Linked DNA regions of Bombyx mori: region 1 is linked to region 2. The links are chromatin contacts, called in public Hi-C maps. All regions are on one chromosome and are shown on one strand. The core of a region is the stretch at or near the end of the contact, and the rest is flanking DNA. Distances in the headings are between cores, read along the strand shown.

The links. Hi-C and Micro-C count contacts between places; a contact is called where the count stands out from the background.
Region 1: a contact with region 2 is called in a Hi-C map of whole pupa, with 6 times the contacts expected there. The contact joins two enhancer-like sites. A contact is called at or near these places in 2 of 7 Hi-C or Micro-C datasets (middle silk gland and whole pupa).

The regions. Positions count from the first base shown.
Region 1 is chr24:2,328,994-2,335,987 of ASM3026992v2, reverse strand. The region is part of intron 1 of LOC101739440 (limbic system-associated membrane protein); the gene reads left to right. Among protein-coding and RNA genes, the nearest start is that of LOC101739440, 12 kb to the left of the region's middle. Within about 2 kb of position 5,592, at least 5 of the 8 cell types and tissues checked have open chromatin away from gene starts, as enhancers often do.
Region 2 is chr24:2,259,865-2,266,759 of ASM3026992v2, reverse strand. The region is part of intron 2 of LOC101739440 (limbic system-associated membrane protein); the gene reads left to right. Among protein-coding and RNA genes, the nearest start is that of LOC101739440, 81 kb to the left of the region's middle. Within about 2 kb of position 2,204, at least 1 of the 8 cell types and tissues checked has open chromatin away from gene starts, as enhancers often do.

The DNA.
Region 1 (6,994 bases), core at 4,343-6,842, 66 kb before region 2:
TTAATTACTCAATTATTTCACAGCCAAACGAATAATATGCAAGTTATGTCCTCATTTGCGCGTAAGAAATTGCAGACGTGCGTTTACTAAATAAAACTAATACAAGAGACAACCCTAAGGTCTCGCCAAAAAAATGCACCGACAAAAAATTAACAGGATGAGCATAAATGAAATTTCACAGATAATTTTAATAACATTTAGCGTAATTGGATATAATATAGGGGTGGCGATATAATAGATTGGCAATTCATTGAAACAGAAATATTTAAATAGCTATGAATACTGACGTATGTTCCACAGTGACTACCGAAACACGTATTCATAAAAACACTCGCGCGCCATCTGTTGTTGTTAAGACGGAAACCTCCGTTGACATACCAGTGGTTCGAAGCTGACTGTACCAAGTCAATCTGTTTTTTTTCCTACCTAAGCTGATGGCCTTGAAAGGCTATTTCAGCGTAACCTTAACTAGTAGGTGAGCTCGCGGGGTTCAAACCTGACGACGTTGCTAACACGAACCCTAGCAAGAGCCGTGCTTCGCAGAATCTACCACCGGATCGGAATCGCGACCCACTGAGAAGATCCGGCGACAAACTCAGTGGGCTTATGTTTAAAGCACATTTAAGTACACATTAAGATTCTAAATAAAATAAGTCAGCATCGCTGAAGATTTACAAACTAACACAAAATTTTATTTTAACAAAAAAAAAGGTACTATCAGACCCGGCCACACGTTGCTGTGGCTAAGGTTTTTGTATCTAAATAACACGTGGCCGGCTATGCTAATACCAAAAATTAAGAAAGTAAGAACTAATGAATTTCACTGTATTGCGTTTACTACGAAATAAATTTCACTTATACTTTAGCCTCAGCAACACGTGGTGTTTATGCCATTAAATTGTATCTTATGTGAAACATTGGTATTTTTAACACAGCGCCATCTATGAGATATTAATGTCAGACAGTATTACAATTGTCTGTAAAAACTGATTTACACTTCATATAAAGTTTACATTGGCGGACTTAATGCCTAAGGCATTCTCTACCAGTCAACCAAAAGCAGTGCAAAGTAAATAAAGTGCAGATTTTTAGATTTATGAATTACTTACAATGAATAACAATAATCAACATAAGAAATCATTTTATTGTTAATTATTGAATATTGGGACCATTAATCGAAATAAAAACCATCCTATGGCCTAAGTTGGAACAAAAGACATATTTTAAAAAAAATAAGTTAAAATCGGTTCAGTAGTTTAGGTGTCCATCGCGGACAAACAACGTGACACGTAATTTATATATATTAAGATATGTGAGCAAAACGATTATAAAATTATCGTGAAGAACAATGCACTACGCGTATCGATTTTTGTCTTCTTATCACAATGTTATCATTTGATAAAATCGATTTGGTAAAATACGAAATAACCAAAGTCCAAAACCATATACAAAATTGAGTAATACTTAAGTCAAAAGCGTAAGGTACGTTTTTGTTCGACAAATCGAGTTCAAGATGTTGTTTAGGTAATTCAGTATTCGATGGTCTTCATGTTTGAATACAAGCACTAAGATTAAACGTGTAAGGTGCTATTTTCTGTAGCAATATGTTTTACATTTAAAACAAAAATCGAGATATATTCTTGTACTGACAGACAATTTGGTCAACTTAGATCTTTATCTCTTTAAAATGTAGGTCTTATCAATTATTTGCGATATATATTTTTTTATGTCAACGCTTGTGGATTGGTTTCTGTGCTTCCGAGCATGGTTCATCTGTTTTAATGTGTCAATGTAGATCGTAATCTTTATTTTTATATATAAATTTCTTCTGTGCGTGTGTATGTCATTGAACTCCTCCAAAACGGCTGGATCGATTGAAATGAATTTTTTTGTATGCATTTGGGTGGCGCCCTGGATGGTTTAGATTCACATATCAGCCCGGCAGATGGCGCTGCAGTCGGTGTATAGGCTATTTATCTATACTGCAACTAAACGCCTGGATCGACTAGAATGAATTTTTGCAGGACAACGTCTGTCGGGTCCGTTAGTTTTATTGTAATGTACCGTCACTATTTTCGAAATTATCACTCATGAGCTCCTTAAAAAATCCTGTGGAACTGTTTTGTTATTAATTCCATTCGGCTGCCATTTTATGAATGGCAGCCGATCAATAAATCAAAAATGCCATGTGCGCAAGTATTGAATTTCATTATTTAATTTATAGCACACGTATGAATCCGAATATTCAAGATTATTTGCGATACGTGAATTACCCGGAATCTAGACTTGAAATTTTGTTTATTGAAAAATCAAATCACAATAGAATTGGCAGTATGAAAGCGTAAGTCAGTGTCACGTACGACTGTAAACAAAAATAAGAATTTCGTTATTTGAACATTGGCAACATTGATAAGTGTCATTAATGTTTCTTAGAAATTATGGAGGGTAGAGGTAGAGCGAACCGTCTCATGTGGGAGATGCTTGAAAAAGTGTCCCACTTTCAGCACTAAATAACAGTTCAAAAATCCTCCAGATCCGACGTTACCAGTTCATAAAATTCCTAAAAAAACGTCAGATATATAAAAAAATTAGGTTGCCAATTCAGAAAAACATCAAGTAATTTTCGACCTAAATATCATGTTGCCGTGAAAACGTTTTAATCGATCGATAAAAAACCGGTACTTGAATCGGTTAAGGTATCGAGGTAACCGCTGGTACGGGACAAACAAAAACCGACATTCGCCAAATTCGTACACGGAAAATCCTTAAAGTTTCGTGTGGTTTTTATTGTGGTGTAATTTCTCTTTATAAGGTTCACCGACCTTGATTATGCAAATAATTAATGAATATTTACGGTATTGCATTCGCATTTCGTGTTTCAAAAAAGGAATCGGATAATTGTTTTTATTTCGCGCATTTGGCGCATGACGCGAAAGTGCTTGATTGAAGGTTGTGTAATAGGGTTGAAGGGCTATATATTTTTAAGGGACATTTTTGCAACTTAACAGCAAAGCTTAAAATTTGGAAAAAATACCATAACAAAAAAAACTTCTTCAGCTATTTGAAGGGTTTAAACGCAATTGAAGTTCAATTAAAAACTGCTAGTGCAATGCTAATATGAGGATAATATTATGCTAATCTATCTTCTGTCTATCTATACCTATATATATAAAAATGAATTGCTGTTCGTTAGTCTCGCTAAAACTCGAGAGCGGCTGGACCGATTTGGCTAATTTTGGTCTTGAATTATTTGTGGAATTCCAGAGAAGGTTTAAAAGGCAGATAAACATGAAAATACGCGGGATTAAATAAAAATAATAATTTTGTTTTTCCTTTGACGTGTCCCCCGTCGGACGGATTCATATTGTTTGTTTTAAGTTTATTTTATACAAAAGTTTAGATCTTTTATTTATCGATTGAGGCACTACGAAGTCTGACGCGTCGTTAGTACTAAATAAAACGGACCTTTAATTACAAAGCTAAATGTCGCGTATTAAGCGAAATATCGCTTAAGCCGAATAGCATTTAACCTCTGGATATATTAAAATGTAAATTTATCCAAAACGACATATGGCATTCTGACCCTAAAATTAATCTGGTGTAGTAAAATTGTTGAGCTCACTAAGCTAATCTAACTGATAAATTAAACTTAAAAAGGTTCATCATAGAAAACCACCTTTCAGTATGTAATCAATTTCTTTAATTATAATCTCTTATTACGAGTGTTCTGACTTAACATGCGTCGCTTAAAAGGATTTTACATTAATAAAGGAACACGCGCGAATTTATTATAACTATAAAATTTTTCATGCTGTTTTAAATTTTTTTTTTTTTAAATTTAGACGTTACAAAATTACGGTTTTCGTGGTGACTGACATATGTATTTACGTACGAAAACCGATGAAAACATTACGATCGAATCGTAAAATAATTATAATTAATCCAGTCATTTTAATTGATCATCTCCTTTTTATCATCGCACCTTCCGCCATCGGAGCAGAGTTCATCCATATTATCTGAAGCCACTGCGTCCATCCACCGTGCGTTTCCAGAGATATTTTTTGCCACGCACCATCCGGCTATGGAATGAGCTCCCCCCACGGTGTTTCCCGAGCGCTATGACATGTTCTTCTTTAAAAGAGGTAGCGGCTTGGCTCTGCCCTGACATTGCTGAAGTCCATGGGCGACGGTAACCACTCACCATCAGGTGGGCCGTATGCTCGTCTGCCTAGAAGGGCAATAAAAAAAATAAAAAAAACAGTAATGTACTTTCTCGGTACACCCTAAAACCGTTCGAAAGTATAAGATCAATGACATGTTCAATTGACAGTTCTCGTCGGCCGCTAGTGCTGGGACATAAAACCGGTTATGTAGATCGATCCGAGTTGTTGATTCACCGCCACCCGTGCTCGTAATCAATGGAATATCGAAGAGATACTCGTTTTTGTTTGGTACCGCGTTTGGTTTTGCGAGATTATTTATTTTTTACTAGCTGACCCGGCAGACTTCGTAGTGCCTCAATCGATAAATAAAAGACCGACGGGGGACACATCAAAGGAAAAACAAAATTGTTATTTTTATTTAAATTCGGAGCATTTTCATATTTTTCTACCTTTTAAACCTTCTCTGGACTTCCACACTTGAATTTTTTCAAGACCAAAATTAGCCAAATCGGTTCAGCCGTTCTCGAGTTTTAGCGAGACTAACGAACAGCAATTCATTTTTATATATAGAGATTGGAGCGTAATCATTGAAACGAATGCGCGACAGTAATTTTCTTTGCGCTGTCTGTATTGCTGTAGACAAGTTGTACTAGTGATGGGCTGTGACGAGTCAGTACCATTGTCAATCCTATACGTTACGAGTAAGGTAGGTACCGTGTTTTTTTTATTACTTAGATGTGGTAGAGTGGACGAGCTCACCGCCCACCTGGTGTTAAGTGGTTTCTGGAGCCCATAGACATCTACAACGTAAATGCGCCACCCACCTTGAGATATAAGTTCTAAGGTCTCAGTATAGTTACAACGGCTGCCCCACCCTTCAAACCGAAACGCATTACTGCTTCACGACAGAAATAGGCAGGGCGGTGGTCCTACCACCAATAAATCTTTAGAGTCTCTCTAACAGAGGTCGGCATCTTCGAACATAAAATTCGATTATTACTCTCAAGGGAATATGCATTTGATCTTTCCACTATTTATAAATCAATTACTAATCGGTTTGGCCTTCGCTTGGACTGTAGACTTTGTTGGAACTTCGTTGGGTGAAACTTTAAAGTACCATAGTACGCATAGTGCGCGTGGGTCTCAAGTACTATAGTACGCACTAGTGGGCTTCCTCATTCCAGCAAGCAACTCTGCGTTCCAATTTGTAGGGGGGCGGGAAGCTAAGCACAATTGACATTTCGACCTCATGTCTGTCATTTACAACAAACATCATTAATGTCATTGACCAAACACTCGGAAGCGTTTACACACATAACCGCAATCTTACATTCGTGATCACGCATGGCGATTTATTTACGTGTAGTATCGATAATATTGTGTATTTATAGTAAAAATCGATAGCGTTCCCGCTCAAAGTCAATTCTAATCGATAACTTATCTTGCATTACGTCAACTGCCCGTCAGACAGCGTGACAACCGGCCGAGATCAGTGTGTATATTGCGAGTTTTTAATAAGCTTTTATTAGCTTCAGACGTATGTATGTTTGTAACGGAATCTTTGAACATGATTTTGACCCTCTTCAAAACGTCGGATTAACTAGAAATTTGGTATACTTATTAAAGGATAGATGACAAATCAATATTAAAAAATAAAATAAAAAAAATGATAGTTTAAATTAATTATTAAAAACAGTGCAAGAAAAAATGATTTTATTGTAAAAAAAGCGTGTTTTTAATTCAAATTTATTTTCTATATTTTAGTTGGATTTTCTATAAAAGCGTATTTTGTTATTTTTTTAAACTATTATTTATTTAACATTCTCGGTAGCGTAAAAGTTAATTCAAATTTGTATGCAGTTGGAACAGCGCCCCTAGCGGCAAACTTAGGCGAACATTCCAACTCCATACAAATTTGAGTTAACTTTTACGTTATCGAGAACGTTAAAAAACTCTCACTAAGCACACCGGTCGTAGCCGTAAATCTGTAAAGCGTACATACAACACTTTAGTTCACTACTTTTTATTTATTGGATACATGGGTGAAAGAGCTCACGGCCCATTTGATGTTAATTGGCGGCTCATAGACATCTACAACGTAAATTCCGCCACACACCTTGAGATATGAGTTCTAAGGTCTCAGTATAGTTACAACGGCTGCCCCACCCTTCAAACCGAAACGCATTACTGCTTCACGGCAGAAATAGGCAGGGCAGTGGTACCTACCCGTGCGGACTCACAAGACGTCCTACCACTATTTCTTAAGCGACTAGGAATCGTCTAGATTAGGGCGCCCTATGGTTTTTGGGTTGTTGGCCAGATGCGCTAACTTTTTTACTGTCATTGAAGATACACGAACTTTTTACCATTTAGCCACCACTCAAGCAATGCCAGGGTATTAACTGAGTCATTGCCTATCGCTTAAAGTAAATTTTTCGCCTCCTAGACGCGGGGACCTCGCAGAGTTTCAGTCCCCAGCCTAGAAAAACAAGGGGTATTTTTTAATTCCAGGGCCGAATGGGAAGTCGCTAAAAAAACTGTCGAAACCACAGAGAATACACTTCCCTATTGCAATCAAATACGTTTTCTTTATCGGTTCGATTAATTATTATTTTTTAAGGAAATAAAACTGTTTTTTTTATTATCGTAGAATAGTGATAAACCTTGACCTCACCGAATAATAAGTTCCGTGGAAAACTATCGGACTACTATGTGACTATGATTATTATTGATTGTGCTTGTTTAATAATATTATACTTAGTATTTCGCTATTCGCAAAACGATTTCGTGGAATTATTGTGTTTGTATTTCATACCGAAATGTTCATAGCT
Region 2 (6,895 bases), core at 955-3,454:
AATGCTTTTAAAAATAAAAGCTTTTAAATGTGTACAAGTTATTATGTGTTAAGTTTTTCAAGTGTACAATAAAGAATAAATATTTTTAAGTACAGTACTTACGTACATTAATAAAATACCTACTTTTTACTTGTATCTATTGTTATCAAAATTAAATTATAAGTTCTTGATTTGACTATGACTATGTGACCCCCTCCTGGCACCAAAGCTGGATCCGCCCTTGCGTCGGGCGGGTGATATTGCTCGGTAGACCGATGGTCCGAATGTTGTTCTTTTTCCTACCTATTCTAGTAACCTCGAGGGGTTATTCTAGATTCACCGAGCTAGTAGGTGAGCTCACGGGGCTCAAACCAGGAGTGTTGCTAACACTAGTCCTAGCAAGAGCAGTGCTTCGCAGAATCTACTACCGGATCGGAAACGAGACCCACTGAGAAGATCCGGCAAGAAACTTAGTGTCTATGGGTTAATTTACTCGTCGAGCACTTCGCCACAAGCGACGGGTTCGGCGAGGACGGTGACCGGTGCTCGTGGTACCTAAAAGCACCGTTAATGGAGGATCCGTAATGACGTGCGGCTGGTTGATGTTCGGAACTTGCATATATGCAAGCTTCTATTGAAAATATCGTAAGCGAGATTCAGGCGTCTGTCAAATATCTTGTGTTCTATGATCGCTACCGCAACAATATAATGATATTTAACATATAACATAATCTTTAATATTTAATGATATTTCTGAAATGAATATACTGTCAAGTAATTTACTAGTTCACTCGACCCTCGGTCTTATTTAAGGCATCTGTTACTTAGCTCATCTTACTGTGCTTTTCTAGCATTTTCTAGCCTCGGTTGAGGAATATTTCATAATGCTCAGAAAATATGCACTAGAATTTGCAATGCCAGGTGGTATGATCCAAAAACGAACTCTTGAAATGCACTGCGGGTGAGTCCATTCAGGTAGTGGACACGAAATATGTTGTGGTGTTAGCTATAAAAAAAAATACCAAAACTATTGAAGCAGCAATGGTACACTAGAGTATATAATTTCATAGGAATAAAGCTTTACAAAGCTCGCGCGTCCGTCAGCTGCGCCCGGTGCTCTTCCTAAAACAGACGTAAATCTATTTCTGAAGCGTGCCGCCCGACGGTGACCATGATTCGGGAATGCTTTGGACGAATTCCGGACTGAAGGAATTGAAGTATTTATTAACTACTAACTGACCCGGCAGACTTCGTAGTGCCTTAATCGATAAATAAAAGACACATCAAGGGGACACATCAAAGGAAAAACAAAATTGTTATTTTTGTATTTAATTCCGAGCATTTTCATATTTATCTACCTTTTAAAACTTCTCTGGACTTCGACAAATAATTCAAGATCAAAATTAGCCAAATCGGTCCAGCTGTTCTCGAGTTTTAGCGAGACTAACGAACAGCGATTTATTTTTATATAATATATAGATAGATAGATAATGTCGCCTTAGGACCAAAGTATTCGTTTGTTACAGCGTCTAGAGGTTGTTACAAGACATGGTAATAGTTTAAAAAGACTTAAGATTTGTAAGATTTGTGACGTAAAACTAAAAATTACTAAACTTAGTATTATTTCATTATCGATTAGAGAGAGTATAAAATAAAAGGGGAAAAGGCCTAGGGGTGGACGTCCCAAACGATGGTTGGACCAAATAGCCGAGGAACTGAAAATACCTGTCAGCGACGCACTCCACCAATATACAGAACGGGGTCGATGGAGACAGCTGGTTGACGGAATCAAACGGAGTCACGATCCTCAGCAATGTGGGACCGATCGAAGAGAGAGAAAGGGAGTGACTATAAAAATAAAGTATTCCTTACCATTCGTGTTTGGATGGGGGGTTGCTAATAAAGATAGACAACAATGTTAAAAGAGACTTATGCCAATAGGCACACTGAGCTGAGAGAGATTCTGTAAAATATACAAAGATTGAATCAAATGTCCTAAAAGTCCCTAATAAAGGACTCATTGATTGATTGATTGATTGATTGATTGACCATTCATGTTAGTAAATGCTTATAACTCCCGTTTCGATGCAATGGAATATTTGTCAGAAAATTATCCGTAAATTTGTTAAAATTTTGGTCAAGCTACGCAGACATCAATACGCATACCTCGATATTCACAATTGATACCCACCCATAGAGCATCGCACAATGCTTTTGTGCGTATAACTTTACTTAGTAATTGCATAGAATCATTTTTGGATGTTTCTAGAAATTTCTTTTAAATTATTGAAATGGTTGTATCCTGTTCGTTGTTTGTATGTATTTATGTTTCTATTTTGTTTAAAGTTCTTAGTTTTTTTTTCCCTATCTATGCTGATAGCTTTAAGAGGCTATTTCAGCATCTTGACGTGTAGGTGAGCTCACGGGACTCAAACCGGAAGTGTTGCTAGCACTGGCCCTAGCAAGAACAGTGCTTCGTAGAATCTATCACCGGATCGGAAACGCGACCCACTGAGAAGATCTGGCGAGAAACTGGGCTGTGCTGTGGGTTAATTTACTCGTCGAGCCCTTCGTCGCAAGCAACGGGTTCGACGAGAACGATGACCGGTGCTTGAGGTACCTAAAAGCATCGTAAATGGATCTGGAGGATCTGTAATGACGTGCGGTTGGTTGTTGTTCGGAACTTGCATATATGCAAGCTGATATTGAAAACGTCGTAAGCGAGATTCAGGCATCTGTTAAATATCTTATGTTCTATGATAGCTACCGCAACAATATAATGATATTTAATATATAATAATTATATAAAACTTAAATTCAACGAGGACGGTGACCGGATAGAACCAGATACAATAAAAGCTTAGTTTTCTCATTTTACTCTAACTCTTTCAACTCTAAGCTCACTGTTTCCAATGGTTCTCCTAAAATATTTTCTTCGGATATTAGTGAGTTGTAGACATAATGAAATATAAATAGTTTCACGACTCAGTCTGGTGTTTTTTTATTGTCATTACATTATTTCGGACGGCAGAGCTATTGTTATCCTTCGATATTATGCTTCGATTTCGTTACGATACTGCTATAAAGCATGACCGTAAAAAATTGCAAGATTGAACTGTAAAAGTACTGTATAATCCTATATATAATATAATACTATATCCTAATATAATCTATATAATCCTATAGCTATATAATCTCCTCGTATTATCCTAGTTACATTTACCGGGCCACCCATACAATGACGTCACATCGAACTGGTTACTATCAATCTCCGCAACCTAAGGGTTAAAGTATCCCAGTCAAAATTTGTATCATTAAAGGAATATTTAAGTTGAATAATGTTTTCGAAGCCACAAATTAAAGTACCCTACTTTTCGGGACCACCTACATCAAGTACTGTTGCGTGCAAAAGTGCTTAACAGTAAAGATCTTCGAAGCATAAATAAAATTCATTATACGAATCGAGTTATTAGACGTTATATGTTACCAGACCCAAGATCCCGCGGTAGGTCCAAGAAATTCTAATTGGATGTGGTAAAGACCGATGTGGAAGATAACCTCACCCAAAAGGATGCCGAAGACCGGGCAAAGTGGAGGAATTTAAATAGGAAAGTGGAGCTTGGCACTAAGCCGGGAAAACGCTTGGAAGAAGAAGAAGATACGAACGTTATTTTGTTCGTTGAAATTCAGCTTAAGGCGATAATTTCTTTACACTTAAGTCTTCGATGGTACATTCACAGAGCCTAAAATTATATACTGGAGATGTGTGACCCACATTGTTCTTTTTGATATATTAATGACGAATGCTCTATAAAAAATCTGAAATAGTGCGTATGATCACACATTTCTTTGATTTCGTGAGAGAAATTAGTTATACCAAGAACGGGAAAATTTTATATAGGGATACACATTAAGTAGGCTTAAGTTATTAATTTGTGTGTTAAAATGAGACAAAAATTAACCTAGTTCCTGAACGATAAATACTTAATTCAGCTGATTTTATTGCCACAGCTCTTACTAGGGCTAGTGTTAGCAAATTCTCTTAGCCCGTGAGCTCACCTACCAGTCTGCGAGAAACTTGGCTACCTTGGCTACCGCGAATAGGTAGGAAATTAAAATTTAAAAAAAGGTTATTACTTCATTGTAGAAGTGGTTCGTGAGCACGTATGCCCATGAGGTCGTATAATTTAGACCATAACAACGACAGATGCACCCAGTCATGTTTCCAAGAAAGGTGAGATAATGCAAGGACGATAAAGGATCTTCATTGTGTGTAGAACAGCCGTTATTTTGTGATAAAACACGATAAATAAACAATGAATGTGAACGTCTCTGTAAATTTTTTTATCTAGAGGCCAATATTCATTCCGTAGGTACTTAATGAACAATATAGTGGAATAACACTTCACTGTTTAATTTACTTTAGAAATTTTCTTCTTAAAGGTGGCTGCCCCATCCTTCAAACCAAAACACATTAGTGCTTCACGGCAGAAATAGGCAGGGTGGTGGTACCTACCCGTGCGGACTCACAAGAGGTTCTACCACCAGTGATAACGCAAATTATAATTTTCTGGGTTTGATTTTTATTACACGATGTTATTCCTTCGCCGTTGAAGTCAATCGTGAACATTGATTGAGTACGTATTTCATTAGAAAAATTGGTACCCGCCTGCGGGATTCGAACATCGGTGCATCGTTCAACACGAATGCACCGGACGTCTTATCCTTTAGGCTACAACAACTCACTACACGTAAGCACGAGATGCGTAGCCAGAAGAGAAGAAGCGCCGGGTGGTAAAACTAACTACTAATCACAAGATTACTTGGCCAGGAGTTAAGGAGGAATCATCATCATCATCGTCATCAACAGCCCACAGTCGTCCATTGCTGGACATAGGCCTCTCCCAATCCACACCACTGAGCTCGGTCTGCGGCTCTCCTCATCCACTTCTTGCCGGCCTCCGTGCGGAGGTCATGGCACCATCTAGCCAGGGGGCGTCCCACGTTACATCAAGGAGGAAGAAACATCTTTATTAGGACGATAATTTAATAATAAACAATTAGAAAATGAAGTCATAAATCAAACCTTTAATAATGCATGAAAATTTACGACAGAGAAAGTGTTCAAGCAAACTAACATCAAATGGAAATCGAAAGTGTTGATTAACTGTTTGGCTTAAGGCAACAGTTACTTGTCGCTTTCGTGGTAACACTTAATCTGGCGGGCTAGTGAGAGACGAGAGATATGACCTTGCAACTATCCAAGTATTTGGGGACACGGATTTCTGAATGGACGACCCAGATTCAATTCAGAAGGGATTCCTTCACTAAATCAATTCAGAAGCATGACTCTGTAGCAGCCCACGGGTTGATCGAATGGAAGAACGAAAACTGGATAGATATGTTTGTTCTGGGTTAGTTTTTACTGGTGGTGGGACCTCTTGTGAATCCGCGCGGGTAGGTACCACCACTCTGCCTATTTCTGCCCTGAAGTAGTAATGCGGTTTGATGGGTGGGGCAGCAATTGTAACTATACTTGAGACCTTAGAACTTGTATCTCAAGGTGGGTGGCGCATTTACGTTGTAGATATTTATGGGCTTCAGTAACCACATAACACGAAGCAGTAATGGACGTTTGAAGGGTGGGAGCAGCCGTTGTGAAGAGAACTAAGACTTACGTTTGTCTCAAAGTGGGTTTTTTGTTGCCCATGTAGGCACACGAGCATACGGCCTGATGGTCGGTGGTTACCGTTGCCCATGGACTTCAGCAATGCCAGGTGCAGTGTCAAGCCGCTGCCTACCCTGGTGGCATTTACATTGATCATCGGCTCCAGTAACAGTACAGATGCGCTGGAATTTATACATATAAATAAAATTTGAGTGTCTGTTTGTAATAGTGAAATAACCGCTTTTTACTACATACATATGAAAATAATACGGTACATACACCAAAATAACATTATTTACAATTTTTGTCTGTCTGTTTGTCCCGGCTAATCTCTAGAACGGCTAGACCGATTTTGACGAGACTTTCACTAATAGGTAGTTCACGATATAAGGAGTTACTTAGGCTACTTTTTTTAGACTAGCTTCGCCTCGCGGCGTCACTCGCGATACGACAATAACCTCGGGTACAATCGCGGGACTCGGCTATCAATAATAAAATTTAATATTTCCGAAGCGAAGCGAAGGCGGGTCGCTAGTCCATAAATAAAAATACTAAAAGCCGTGAGTGAAATCATGAAACAATTATTTAAATATTATCTTTGTACCAGAATGCCTTTCATTATATTTAGATTTACTTAACCCGGCACTAAACCTTGCACCTCTAAATTAAAATCCCATAAAGATGCTGTGTCACCCGATAAACCAAATTAAAAATAGTGCCTTCCCATCAAAGTGTTCTTTCTCGTTCCAACGAAAGGCGTTGATCGTCTGTTCTTGTCGCACTCAGTCTGGGATCCAAAGTCATTATATTTATTACGTTAGTAAAATGTAATGCATCGTCGTAATGTCTGGTCAGTCGATGAGAAGCTGATGTTTTAACAATTCGATTTTCAAACTTGAGTCAATTTTGATTAATTTTCTTTATTGTTTAACTTATTAAAAGGAATTGGAATAATTGAAATATTAGTAATTCCAATCGTTTTTATTTTATAAAAATTTTATGAACAGATATGAGTAGAAGGGTTATTTTGATAATATCCTGAAAAGCATCCCACGCTTTTTTACAATAAAATCATTTTTTTCTTATATTATTTTTAATTCAAATTTATTAAAATTTATTTTCTATTTTTTAGTTGGGTTTTCTATGAAAGCGTATTTTGTTAGTTTTTTTAAACTATTATTTATTTTGTTGTATTTATTGTTTTGTAGTTTTTTTTTGTGTACAATAAAGAAAAACTCTCTCTTCTAT